2 separate regions of the Triticum aestivum genome follow, and region 1 is linked to region 2. A link is a contact called in public Hi-C data. All regions are on one chromosome and are shown on one strand. Each heading gives the region's core, a stretch centred on a gene start, on an enhancer-like site or on the middle of the called end of the contact. The rest is flanking DNA. Distances are from core to core; before and after follow the strand shown. Region 1 holds the start of LOC123068837 (brassinosteroid LRR receptor kinase BRL2-like). Region 2 has its middle 84 kb from the start of LOC123068836.

What was found. Hi-C and Micro-C count contacts between places; a contact is called where the count stands out from the background.
Region 1: a Hi-C map of leaf shows a contact between it and region 2, with 10 times the contacts expected there. The contact joins the promoter of LOC123068837 here to the enhancer-like site in region 2. A contact is called at or near these places in 4 of 5 Hi-C or Micro-C datasets (leaf and an unstated tissue).

Annotation. Positions count from the first base shown.
Region 1 is chr3B:94,371,772-94,378,143 of IWGSC CS RefSeq v2.1, forward strand. LOC123068837 (brassinosteroid LRR receptor kinase BRL2-like) reads left to right here and starts at 3,683. Exons shown (of 1, transcript XM_044491517.1): 1 at 3,683-6,372. The coding sequence starts at 3,752.
Region 2 is chr3B:94,203,942-94,210,287 of IWGSC CS RefSeq v2.1, forward strand. It overlaps the pseudogene LOC123067358. Among protein-coding and RNA genes, the nearest start is that of LOC123068836, 84 kb to the left of the region's middle. Within about 2 kb of position 3,015, at least 4 of the 8 cell types and tissues checked have an H3K27ac peak or open chromatin away from gene starts, as enhancers often do.

The sequences.
Region 1 (6,372 bases), core at 2,433-4,932, 170 kb after region 2:
AGATTATGCAACTCCCGAATACCGGAGGAATACCTTGTGTGCTATCAAACGTCACAACGTAACTGGGTGATCATAAAGATGCTCAACAGATATCTCTGAAGGTGTTTGTTGAGTTGGCATAGATCGAGATTAGGATTTCTCACTTCGAGTATCGGAGAGGTATCTCTGGGCCCTCTCGGTAATACACATCATAAGCTTGCAAGCAAACAACTAAGGAGTTAGTCACGGGGTGATGTATTACGGAACGAGTAAAGAGACTTGCCGGTAACGATATTGAACTAGGTATGAAGATACCGACGATCGAATCTCGGGCAAGTAACATACCGATGGACAAAAGGAATTACGTATGTTGTCATAACGGTTCGACCGATAAAGATCTTCGTAGAATATGTAGGAGCCAATATGGGCATCCAGGTTCCGCTATTGGTTATTGACCGGAGAGGTGTCTCAATCATGTCTACATAGTTCTTGAACCCATAGGGTCCGCACGCTTAGCGTTCGTTGACGATATAGTGTTATATGAGTAATGTGATTTGGTCACCGAATGTTGTTCGGAGTCCCGGATGAGATCACAGACATGACGAGGAGTCTCGAAATGGTCGAGAGGTAAAGATTGATATATAGGACGATGGTAATCGGGTACTTATCGGGTCACCGGAAGGGGTTCCGGGCACCCCCGGCAAAAGTTATGGGCCTTATGGGTCAAGAGAGGGAATGCACCAGCCACAAGGAGCTGGTGCGCCCCCCATAGCAGGCCGGCCTAGGAGGAGAAGGAAAGAGGGGAAGGGAAAGGAAAGTGTGGAGTAGGACTCCCCCTTCCTTCCCTCCCCCCCCCCCCTCTTTCCTTCCCCCTTGTCCAAACATCGCAGGGGGGGCGCGGCCAGGGCATGAGTCCTAGGGCTGGACGGCCACCTATGTGGTGCGCCAGGCTGCCTGCCCTCCCCGTCTCACCTATATATATGTGGGAAGGGGGCGCCTAGCACACACCAGATCAATTGTTAGTCGCGGCGTCCCCCTCCACCGTTTACACCCCCGGTCATATTTTCGTAGTGCTTAGGCGAAGCCCTGCGGAGATCACTTCACCGTCACCGTCACCACATCGTCATGTTGACGGAACTCATCTACTACCTCACTGTCTTGCTGGATTAAGAAGGCGAAGAACGTCACCGATCTGAACGTGTGCTGAACGCGGAGGTGCCGTACGTTCGGTACTAGATCGGTTAGATCACAAAGAAAGTTCGACTACATCAACCGCGCTCTCAAATGCTTCCGCTTATGGTCTACGAGGGTACGTAGACACACTCTCCCCCTCTCGTTTCTATGCATCTCCTTGATAGATCTTGCATGTGCGTAGAATTTTTTTGTTTTCCATGCAACATTTCCCAACAGCTCACTATTGCACAAAACTTATTTCAAGGAGAGGAGAAGAAGACCAAGAAAGGGAAGATCAAGAAAGGGAGACCATTTAGCTTGCCTCATTGCTATGATGCGTTGAAGGATGATGAGAAATGGAAGCCTCGTGATGGTGTCAATGATGAGGAGAGCAACAAACGCAAGCGAACTATTGATTTGGATGATGATGAGGAGGAGGCATCAAGTGATGACGGCAAGAGAAGCCCTACACTAAACTCGGTTGCGTACTCCAAGCCAAGAAGACCAAATGTATGCAAGAAAGATGGAAAAGAAAAGAAGAAGAGGAAAGGTGATGACGGGCTAAAAAATGCTATGGAAGCTATTGTGAACGTAAGAAAGGAAGTGAACGAGGTGAGGAAGATGGCAAGGAATCAAGATGCGGCAGCCGAGGAGAGGAGGGTGGCGGCCGAGGAGAGGAAGGTGGCATTGGAGGAGAAGAAATTGGCCATGAAGGAGCGAACTAGATTGTTGGAATGGGAGAAACACTCGTTCTTCATGGACACGTCCACCCTCGGTGAGAAGCAAAAGGAGTACGTCAATCTTGATCGTGAAGAAGTCTTGGTCCAAAAAAGAGCCATGGCCATGGGAGGCATGGGTGGCATGGGCGGCATGGGTGGCATGAGCGGGACTGGTGGCATGGGTGGCATGGGTGGCATGAGCGGGACTGGTGGCATGGGTGGCATGGGTGGCTTCAGGGCTACCATGGGCGGCATGGGAGGGATGGGTGGCTTCAGAGCTACCATGGGGGGGGGGCATGTGAGGCATGGGTGGCTTCGGAGCTACCATGGGAGGCATGAGTTTTGCGTCTCTCATGGGAGGCATGGGAGAACCTCCGGGTGACATGGGTGGACGCATGTCCTCCGGTGTGCCTCACATACCTTCGCATGATGTCGTTGGAGATCTTGCCACCTTCCGAGCTCCCCATGATGATGCGACGCGACACAATGAAGACGGGGAGGAAGAGTTGGACGAAGAGGAGGACGAAGATGATGATGAAGAATCGGAGGAAGAGGAGGACGAAGATGAGGATGAGACATGATTGTTGATGTGCCATTTGTTTGTGTGAACTTTTGTGTCATGAACTTGGTTGGATGATTTTGAACTTGTTTGAATGATGATGTGGGCATGATTTTGAACTATGATATGTCATGAACTTGTTTGGGTGATTTAAACTATGCCATGTCTTGTTTTGATGTTTGAAATATCATCATATTGTCTCCAAACTGAACATATGGCAAGCGTCGGCTGCTCGTGCGCGCTGTAGTTTAGCGCGTCTGCTGGAGCGGCGCGCGCGCGCTGTAGTTTAGCGCGTCTGCTGGAGCGACGCGCGCGCGCAATTTTTTGTGGCGGCCACTGCAGCCAGCGCTCCGCGGCGCGCAAAAACTGGCTATGGAGGCGTCGTAAACGCTTTTTTAACGCGCCACGCGTTGCGCTCCTGCTGGAGATGCTCTTAGCTATACTCTGAGTAACATCTCGCAATAGTTCACATTCACTTTGTGCCTTGTTCTGTTTCTCTTCTTTTTCCCTCAATCGCTATCTCTGTTTCTGTCTTCATCCTTCCGCTGTTTAGTTCGCTAGCATCTCAACTCATATTGGTTGCTCTCTCATGTTGTTTTATCTCCTAGCATACAATATGACCATTGTGATCATTAAGATTGTGAACTATTATTCTCGAACGATTAATATATTTCCTCAAGAGATTTGTTTAGCTCGCTCTCTTTATCTCTCGTTAAGTCCAGTTCTGGCTATTTGTCTTCAGTGTTTGACATACTCAGTTTATTCCGCTGTTGTGTTTGGGTTTGGTTCAAACTTTCACAAATTTTTTGAATCTACCCATACCCCCCCCCCCCCCCCCCCCCTCTCCGCGCATGGATATACTCTCGGTTCTAACATAGTTTACATTGAAGATGTTGTATTTTAGGGGAAATTTGAGTGCTAGCGTTGGATGACCGGTTGTAGGGACTGCTGCTGAGCTCGGTGCAATTTCCATTCATAAGATCAATGTGTTCCTGACTTCGTGTGCCATGATTCCCCTCCACTTACTCACGTGCATGCCTTCCTTTTCCCTCGTGCACACATGATTCCCCATGGTTGATCCAGAGGTAAAGCGAATCCTATCATCATCAACACAATATTAGCAAAAGCCTTAAGACACGCACACACACCGTGGGTTAACCGACCGATGATGTTTCTAATACTCCTACACACACAACAAAAGCCATCTTTATCGAGCTTTTTACCTCCAAAAGCCACAATGGCGCACGCTCTCTTTCCTTTCCTCAAACACCTTTCGTGCTACTAAGCACAGACCATCCAACGTGAGGGAGACCATGAGTCAATGACATTCCTCATCGGCGTCCCCGTGCCAGCCATGCCAGTGGCGATGGATCGCATGCTCCTCCTCGTCGTCTTCCTCCTCCTCTCGTCGACGTACACGACGACGACCGTGTCCGCGGGAACCGGCGACGACGCGGGGGCGCTCCTCCGCTTCAAGGCGTCCGTCCACAAGGACCCTAGGAGCGTGCTCTCGTCTTGGCAATGGCAGCAGCAAGGGTCGCCCGGCGGTGGTGGTAGTGGTAATGGCACGTGGTGCAGGTGGTACGGGGTGACGTGCGACGGCGAGGGGCGGGTGGAGGGGCTCAACCTCGCCGGTTGCGGCCTCTCCGGGCGCTCTTCGTTTGCAGCGCTCGCTTCCATTGACACGCTGCGCCACCTCAACCTCTCCGGCAACGCCCAGCTCCGCGCCGACGCCGCTGGGGACATTCCCATGCTCCCCCGTGCGCTGCTGACGCTCGACCTCTCCGACGGCGGCCTCGCCGGCAGCCTCCCCGCCGACATGCAGCTGGCGCACTACTACCCCAACCTCACCGACGTCCGCCTCGCGCGGAACAACCTCACCGGCGCTCTCCCTCTTAACCTACTGTCTCCGCCGAGCACGATTCAGGTGTTCGACGTCGCCGGGAACAACATGTCCGGGGACGTCTCCGGCGCGTCGTTCCCCGACACGCTGGTCCTGCTCGACCTCTCCGCCAACCGTTTCACCGGCACGATCCCGCCGTCCTTCTCCCGCTGCGCCGGCCTCAAGACGCTCAACGTATCCTACAACGCCCTCGCCGGCGCGATCCCGGAGTCGATCGGCGACGTCGCTGGCCTCGAGGTGCTCGACGTCTCGGGGAACCGCCTCACCGGCGCCATCCCACGCAGCCTGGCCGCGTGCTCGTCGCTGCAGATCCTCAGAGTCTCGAGCAACAACATCTCCGGCTCTATCCCGGAGTCCCTTTCGTCGTGCCGCGCGCTCCAGCTGCTCGACGCGGCCAACAACAACATCTCCGGCTCGATCCCGGCCGCGGTGCTCGGGAACCTCACGAAGTTGGAGATCCTGCTTCTCAGCAACAACTTCATCTCGGGATCGCTCCCGAGCACCATCTCTGCCTGCAACAGCCTCAGGGTCGCCGACCTCAGCAGCAACAAGATCGCCGGTGCGCTGCCCGCCGAGCTCTGCAGGGGCGGCGCGGCGCTGGAGGAGCTCCGGATGCCGGACAACCTCCTCACCGGCGCGATCCCTCCGGGTCTGGCCAACTGCTCGCGCCTTCGGGTGATCGACTTCAGCATCAACTACCTGCGCGGCCCGATCCCGCCGGAGCTCGGCATGCTCCGTGCCCTGGAGCAGCTCGTGACGTGGCTCAACCAGCTAGAAGGCCAGATCCCCGCGGAGCTCGGGCAATGCCGGAGCCTCCGCACGCTCATCCTCAACAACAACTTCATCGGCGGCGACATCCCCGTCGAGCTCTTTAACTGCACCGGCCTCGAGTGGATTTCGCTGACGAGCAACCGGATCAGCGGCACGATCAGGCCGGAGTTCGGCCGGCTGTCCCGGCTCGCCGTGCTACAGCTGGCGAACAATAGCCTCGTGGGCGACATCCCCAAGGAGCTCGGCAACTGCAGCAGCCTGATGTGGCTGGACCTCAACAGCAACAGGCTCACCGGCGTGATCCCGCACCGCCTCGGCCGGCAGCTCGGGGCGACGCCGCTGAGCGGCATCCTGTCCGGCAACACGCTGGCGTTCGTCCGCAACGCTGGGAACGCGTGCAAGGGCGTGGGTGGGCTGCTGGAGTTCGCGGGCATCCGGCCGGAGCGGCTGCTGCAGGTGCCCACCCTCAGGAGCTGCGACTTCACGCGGCTCTACTCCGGCGCGGCGGTGAGCGGGTGGACGCGGTACCAGACGCTGGAGTACCTGGACCTCTCGTACAACAGCCTCGTAGGCGCCATCCCGGAGGAGCTGGGCGACATGGTGCTGCTCCAGGTGCTCGACCTGGCGAGGAACAACCTCAGCGGCGAGATCCCGGCGTCGCTCGGCCGCCTCCACGACCTCGGCGTGTTCGACGTGTCGCACAACCGGCTGCAGGGCAGCATCCCGGACTCCTTCTCCAACCTCTCCTTCCTCGTGCAGATCGACGTCTCCGACAACGACCTCGCAGGCGAGATCCCGCAGCGCGGGCAGCTCAGCACGCTGCCGGCGAGCCAGTACGCCAACAACCCTGGCCTCTGCGGCATGCCGCTGGTGCCGTGCAGCGACCGGCTCCCCAGGGCGAGCATCGCGGCCTCCTCCGGCGCGGCAGCTGAAAGTAGTAGCAGTAGGTGGCCTCTGCCGAGGGCGGCGTGGGCGAACGCCGTGCTCCTGGCCGTGATGGTCACCGCCGGGCTGGCGTGCGCGGTGTCGATCTGGGCGGTGGCGGTGCGCGTGCGGCGGCGGGAGGTGCGGGAGGCGCGGATGCTGAGCAGCCTGCAGGACGGGACGCGGACGGCGACGACGTGGAAGCTGGGCAAGGCGGAGAAGGAGGCGCTGAGCATCAACGTGGCCACCTTCCAGCGGCAGCTCCGGAAGATCACATTCACGCAGCTGATCGAGGCCACCAACGGCTTCTCGGCCGCCAGCCTGATCGGCTCCGGCGGGTTCGG
Region 2 (6,346 bases), core at 1,765-4,264:
TGCAAGAGGCCTTCCCTGCTGCATCAACACTGCTCCAATCCCTTTGCCAGAGGCATCAGTTTCCAGAGTGAAAGGCAAGGAGAAATTAGGAAGAGCAAGAACTGGTGCAGTTATCAGTGCTTGCTGCAGCTGAGAGAATGCTGTGTTATGTGCATTCGTCCATTTGAACTGTCCTTTCTTCCTTACTATAAGATCACAGGAGCAGCATAGGGGCTTTGACTATGTCTGATGAAATGTGCTGCCAATAATTTCTTGATCTGTTCCTCCATCTCTTTCTTCGGATGCATAGGCACTCTGTATGGCCTGGAATGAGGAGGTTAAGTACCAGGCATGAGAGGGATTGTGTGATCACACTCCCTATGTGGAGGCAAGGATCTGGGTTCTTCAAAGAGATCTGCATATTTTAATAACAGTTTCTACACTTGAGGGGGAGTTTTAAAACCCACAGGAGCTTGTAGAATGATATTATGCACCTGCAGTAAGAATGCCTCAGCTCCTTTTTCCAGTAATTTGCTCATCTTCTCAGCTGGTACTTCCTGAACTTTTTCTGGTGTGTTAAAGATTGCTGCAGTAATTGTTGTTTTTCCTTGAAGTGAAAAACTAAAAGTGTTATCTGGTATGTTGAAAGTTACTGGGCTCATGAGGGTAAACCAGTCATATCCCAGAATTACATCATATCCAGGCAAAGGTAACACTCTGAAATTATACTGCAATGTGTGTTTGGCCAGCTGGAATTCACAGTTGGGCACCACAGCTTTGGAAGTTAATTTGCCACCTCCAGCTACTGCAATAAGTCTGGGTTTCACTGGCAATAAGTGACAATTAGCTTTAACAGCAAATTCTTGACTTATAAATGAAGCACTGCTGCCTGAATCCAGTAAAGCAGTTGCTCTTTTGCCATTTATGTGAATAACTACAGTTGGTGTAGGTATTGCTATTTGCTGGCCCAATGCATGAGCAGTAATGAACATTGCCTGGTCCCCTTCTTCTGGAATTTCTTCCTGTTCCTGCTGCAACACTTCTTCTTCCAACACCTCTTGCTCCATACTCTCTGGTTGTAACAAGTGAACATTGGGAATTAACTTGCACCTATGACCATGTGTCCATTTGTCTCCACATCTCCAACATTCCCCCACTTTGCGTAGTTTTGTGAATGTGTTGGAGTTATTCTCTATTTGTTTTGCTGGAGTATTCTGTTGCACAGTCACAGTGTTGCTGCTGGTTTTGTTCTGAAAGGCACCAGTATTCTTCTGATAATAATTGACAAATGTACTGGCCATTTTCTTGGGAATTGCACTGATAGGTGGATGATTGGGTTCTACTTCTTTAGCTAAACATTATGCATCAATCAAAGATTGAGGTCTCAGTGGTCTCAACTGAAATTTAATTCCATCCCTGAGACCATTTTTACATAGCACCTTATGAACCAGGTTTCTCCTAGTTCAGGGTTTTCTTCCATGACTTCTGCCATCAGGTCCTCAAATTGCTTTGTATATGCAGACACTGTACTGTTTGCTTGTTTCAAAGAAGTGAATTTTTCGGTTAGATCATAGGATCCTTGTTCTGAGAACCTCTTCACTATCTCTGCCCCAAATTGTTTCCAGGACAGTTGTTTCTTGAGCAGCCCAGATCTTCTTAACCAAACATCAGCTTCATCCACCATATATAGTTGAGCTAATGATACTTTATACTCTTCTGGAGCAGCAACCATCTAAAAATATCTGTTGCATTGTCTGATCCACCCCACTGGATCCACTCCTGAGAATTTGGGAAACTCCATTTTAGGGCCTTTAGTCAATGCTCTCATGAACTGTGCTTGCATGTCCTGTTCATAACTTCTGTGATAACCCTGCCACATCTACCTTTCTCTGTTCTGCTGATAGAACTGGTTGAATGCAGGGGTGTGGACTTGCTGTCTTGCTGTTGCCGGAATGCCCACTGCACTATGTTGTTCCAGTCGTCCCTGCGTTGCAGATCCCGGAGGTCCTTCAGCTCTATTCACTCTGATTGGTGGCAGATTTTGTAACTGAATGTCTTCTAATTGCTTAGAGTTTTCTTTCTCTGCTGCTAGTTGTTTCCGTAACTGCTCCACTCGTGCCTCTTGTTCTTGCGAGCGATCCTGGTTCAGTGTATGAGATTTGGGCACTTCCTGAGAACTGGAAGGGCGATCTGCTTGTTGTGTTGATTGCGTTGTTTTCACCAAGGTTTGAAGAACATTACTGATTACTGATAGTTGTTTACCCAAATCCAGTACCACCTTTTCCACATCGCCTACAGTAGCAGAAATCTCTCCTTGCTTAGACCCAATTGTTTGGACCTCTGTTTGGATCTTTGACACCCGAGTCTGTAACTGACTGCTGTCCTTTTGTAGGACACCAAATTCATCGCGCATGGCCAAAAATTCCTGCAGATCAGTGTCATCGATTACCTTGGAGCGTCCCATCGCCTTGATCTGAGGTATGGGTACGGAATTTTACCACTGAATTCTCAGCAACCCTCCCCAATACCGCAGATCCTGCCGCCGCCGACAATCTCGCCTCCCTGGCACACGGATCGGAGCTTAGAACACGGAATTTTTACCGAACGAACAAGATGTCCGAACAACCGCTTCTGCTCGGCCGATTTATGCCCGAATTTCACCGCCGCCTGCGCCACCACACCGGACCCCGCCACCAATTTCGCCTCGCCGCTCTCGAAAAAGGGTGGGACAAGGGTGGGAGCCGCCGCCGGGTGAAGAAATTCACCAGCAGAGCGCTTCCGCCGAAGAACTATGGCTCATGATACCAATTTGTCAGACCGGAGACGTTCTATGGACTAGTTGGTGCTAATTATCGGCAAGAGAAGGGCTAATTCTGGCCGAAATCGAAGGTATATTGCGAGTATATGGAGCTCGAGTGTTAGGGTTCTAGCCCATGATTCAGAATTGGGGAAAAGTGATAGTCGATCCCAGCCACATCCCGACTGTTATAGGTGAAAAGCTACAGCAACAGCTGGTAAAGTAAATCCAACGGTGGATATCAGCCCCGCGCAGGGGATCCATCGTGGCCGTCCGTTAACTGAAACGATATTTCCGTAACAGCTACACTGCGTTGCCTCTTGTGCCTGACATAACCTGCTTCTGAAAGCTGTATCCAAGAGCTTATCAGCCTCATCCAGGATCAAAATCTGCTTCCAAGGCACACACAAACCAAAATAACATCAACAAATGTGACACTTGTGCCAAAGCAAAAAAACAATCAAACACAGTTCCATTGTTCCCCAAACCAACCTCAAGATACTTGTACTCCAGGGTGTCCAGGCGCTCCATTATGTTGAACAGCTTCCGGGAGTGCCCACCAGTATTTTTGCGCTCTCTTCCTGCACTTTCTTGAGCTCAACCTTAATGTAATAATGTCCAATCCACCAACCAGTAGAATGGACGACACGCCCTTCAGTGTCGCCAAGAAGGGCTGCGCCACATTGTATATCTGGAAAGACAATTCTCTCGTCGCAGAGACGATGATGCCAAGAACCTACAGAAATTCGTTTCAGGATTGAACTACTACATGGATCTCATAAGCAAAACAAGAGAAAGTGACAGGAAGAGGGCACTGAGCAGTGAGGTGACCTGGTGGTGTTTGAGAGGCGGCAGAGCATCTCGACGACGGGGACGAAGAAGCCGAGGGTCTTGGCGGAGCAGGTGGCGACGTCGACGGACAAGTCCTTGTGCGACTGCACAGCGGGATGGTCGCCGCCTGCACCCGCGTGTACCACCGGAAGCCGCTGCGGCCTCGAACAGCTCCGGGTACAGGGCCATCGCCGACGGGGAGGAGGCCCATTGGGAGTTCTGCGTTGCGGCGGTCGGAGACGATTCGAGGATCGAGGGTCATGTATTATTTTGTCGCACGCAAACGGCTTCTCGTTAGCGTCTTTCACAAATACGTAACCTATACCAAGAGGCACGTTCCCTAATTTATCTGACTGATCTAAGCAAGGGATCTTAATGTAATCACACGAACACCAACAGTAATGAACATTGAACTAATGTAGATTAACCTAATTTCGCAATGATATCCCATCTCGACCCTGAGAACCATCCCTTGGCGTGGGCGATCCCCAAGAAAAGCTCTAGAAATTGATTTGGAGTAAAATTATGTCGGGATAGTCATAACTCTAATAAATGACACGATTAATTTAAGATTGGTTTGTGTTTGCTGAAGTGTGTTGTGCTAAAAACACATTTTGAGCAAAATGCTAAACTTGTTTTGTAGTATGTTGTGATAACTAGGGTAGAAAAAGTTGGTTGGCCCAAAGAGAAAAATAGGTAAAAACCATCTGAAAAAGCTTGATTATCATAATCCACCGCAACACAAAACACACGGCCTAAACATAGGGATTGCCCTCCCTAGTGTAGGTGGTACTCTTCCGTCCCATGTAGGTGACGGTTTGCATTTGGCTTCGGCTTAGACGCTTTCGAAGGCGATTTAGGGTTTCCTTGTTTCGTCCGTGCCACATTCCAGATTTTTCCCAAATCTGGTATATTGAAAAATTCACAGAGAATTAAAATTTTGCTAGGAAATACCCATGATTGCCTAGGATTGCTTGTGATTGAATTTGAATTGCTTGATGTTTCCTTAGGAAGAGTGAAAACCAAATGCAACCAGTAGAAACCTAGCTAGCCTTTGGTAGGAACCTAACCACTTTTAAAAACATTAATTGGGCATAAGGCTATCCTGATGTGGAGCATTCTATGTTCATCTCCATGTACACTCCGACTACTCTCCAAGCCCCAAGAGGACGTATGACGAAACCTCGAACATATGCCATTGGACACAAGGTGAACTCGCTCCTCTCTGAACCGTCACTTTCCACATGCGAGACATGGCTACTACCTCAAACATATGTGCTATGCATGACCAGGAACCAAGAGGAAGACCATGAAGTAGCTAGAAGCATCGGACGAGAAGGCGAGGAAGCGGAGCAAGACAAGGAGCTGCTCGGAAGCTTTAGCCACCGTCCGACGCCGGACGTTCGACTCCTAGACACTCAGCCAGCTAGAAGGGCCAGCCGACGGAAGCTACAGCGGCCGGACGACCGACAAGTATTGGACGTCTGACACATTCCAGCGATCGGACGCCCGACCGTCTCAGGATATCCGGTGCCACCACACCAGAGAAGAAACGTCGGAATTCTGATGCGCACCAGACGACCGGTCCCTCGTGAGCCTCCGGACGTCCGATGCATGGTTGTGTGCATCCGCGGGCCTTGGGCCTTGTAACTCTCTTCCACTTACCCCTTCGTGGCCCTAGACTATATATACTCCTCCACCTCCTCCTAGCTAGGGTTAGTAAAAGATTAGCTCATTTGAGATAGAACTTTGCTCATCCATCCGGATCTACTCCATCGAGAGAGACCGCTCCCTCTTCGGAGAAGATCCACCTTGGATTCAAGACCCCTTCATGGGAAGACCCCTCAAGACGTCCTCACGGAGATGAACTAGTTACCACTTGTATCGTCCTTTGTTGGATTTGGACCGTGAATCTATTTGTGTTTCGAGGATCTAGCACATGTGTGGTCGCTTCTTGTCTATTTGAGTGTTTTCTCTCATTTCCCCTCGTGATTTCCCTCGTGTTTCCCCTCGTGTTCTTCGTGTTCTTCGTAGGATCCCCTCCAATCGTGAAAGATCGGGCAACTAGGGTTCTACCCTACATCATCTTGGTATCATGAGCCACGTTGATCACGTATTTGGAGTCCCTCCCCTCGTTTTCTAGCCTTCTTTTGTTTGATTTCGTCCTAAATTTCGAAAATCCTCACCAAAAATAGTCCTATTTTTTGTGATTTGTTGGTTTGATGATGTTTTGTTGATTTTGATCCATGGATTTGCTTGGTTTCAAGTGGATCTAGCATCTCCCCAAGTTTTTCCACTTTTTATCCACTAAATCTCATCAATTTTGAGCCCAAAATCCCCAATTTCTGCCCAAAATTGCGTCCCAAAACTCGCAATTCGCGTTGACCCAGACCAACCGTACGAGCGCCACTTTACCGGACGTCTGGAGCCTCCCGAACCACCGGACATCCGACACTTCTGGACGACCGGTGCCACAGAACAAAATTAGTGGATTTCCGAGCCCGACCGGACGTCCGACGACTGGACATCCATCCATTTCCGGACGTCCGACACCTGTAGATATCAACTTCGTCCGATTCTTGTTTCAGCCATAACTAATTCATCCAAATTTCTATTTCGACGTTCTTTAGCTTGTTTTGAAGCTATTGACATCCCCATCCCACAAAAATACCACCAACATCATTTGACTCCATCAAATTTTGTGAATTTTGGCATCTTTGCCTAGGGCTTCCACCGCAT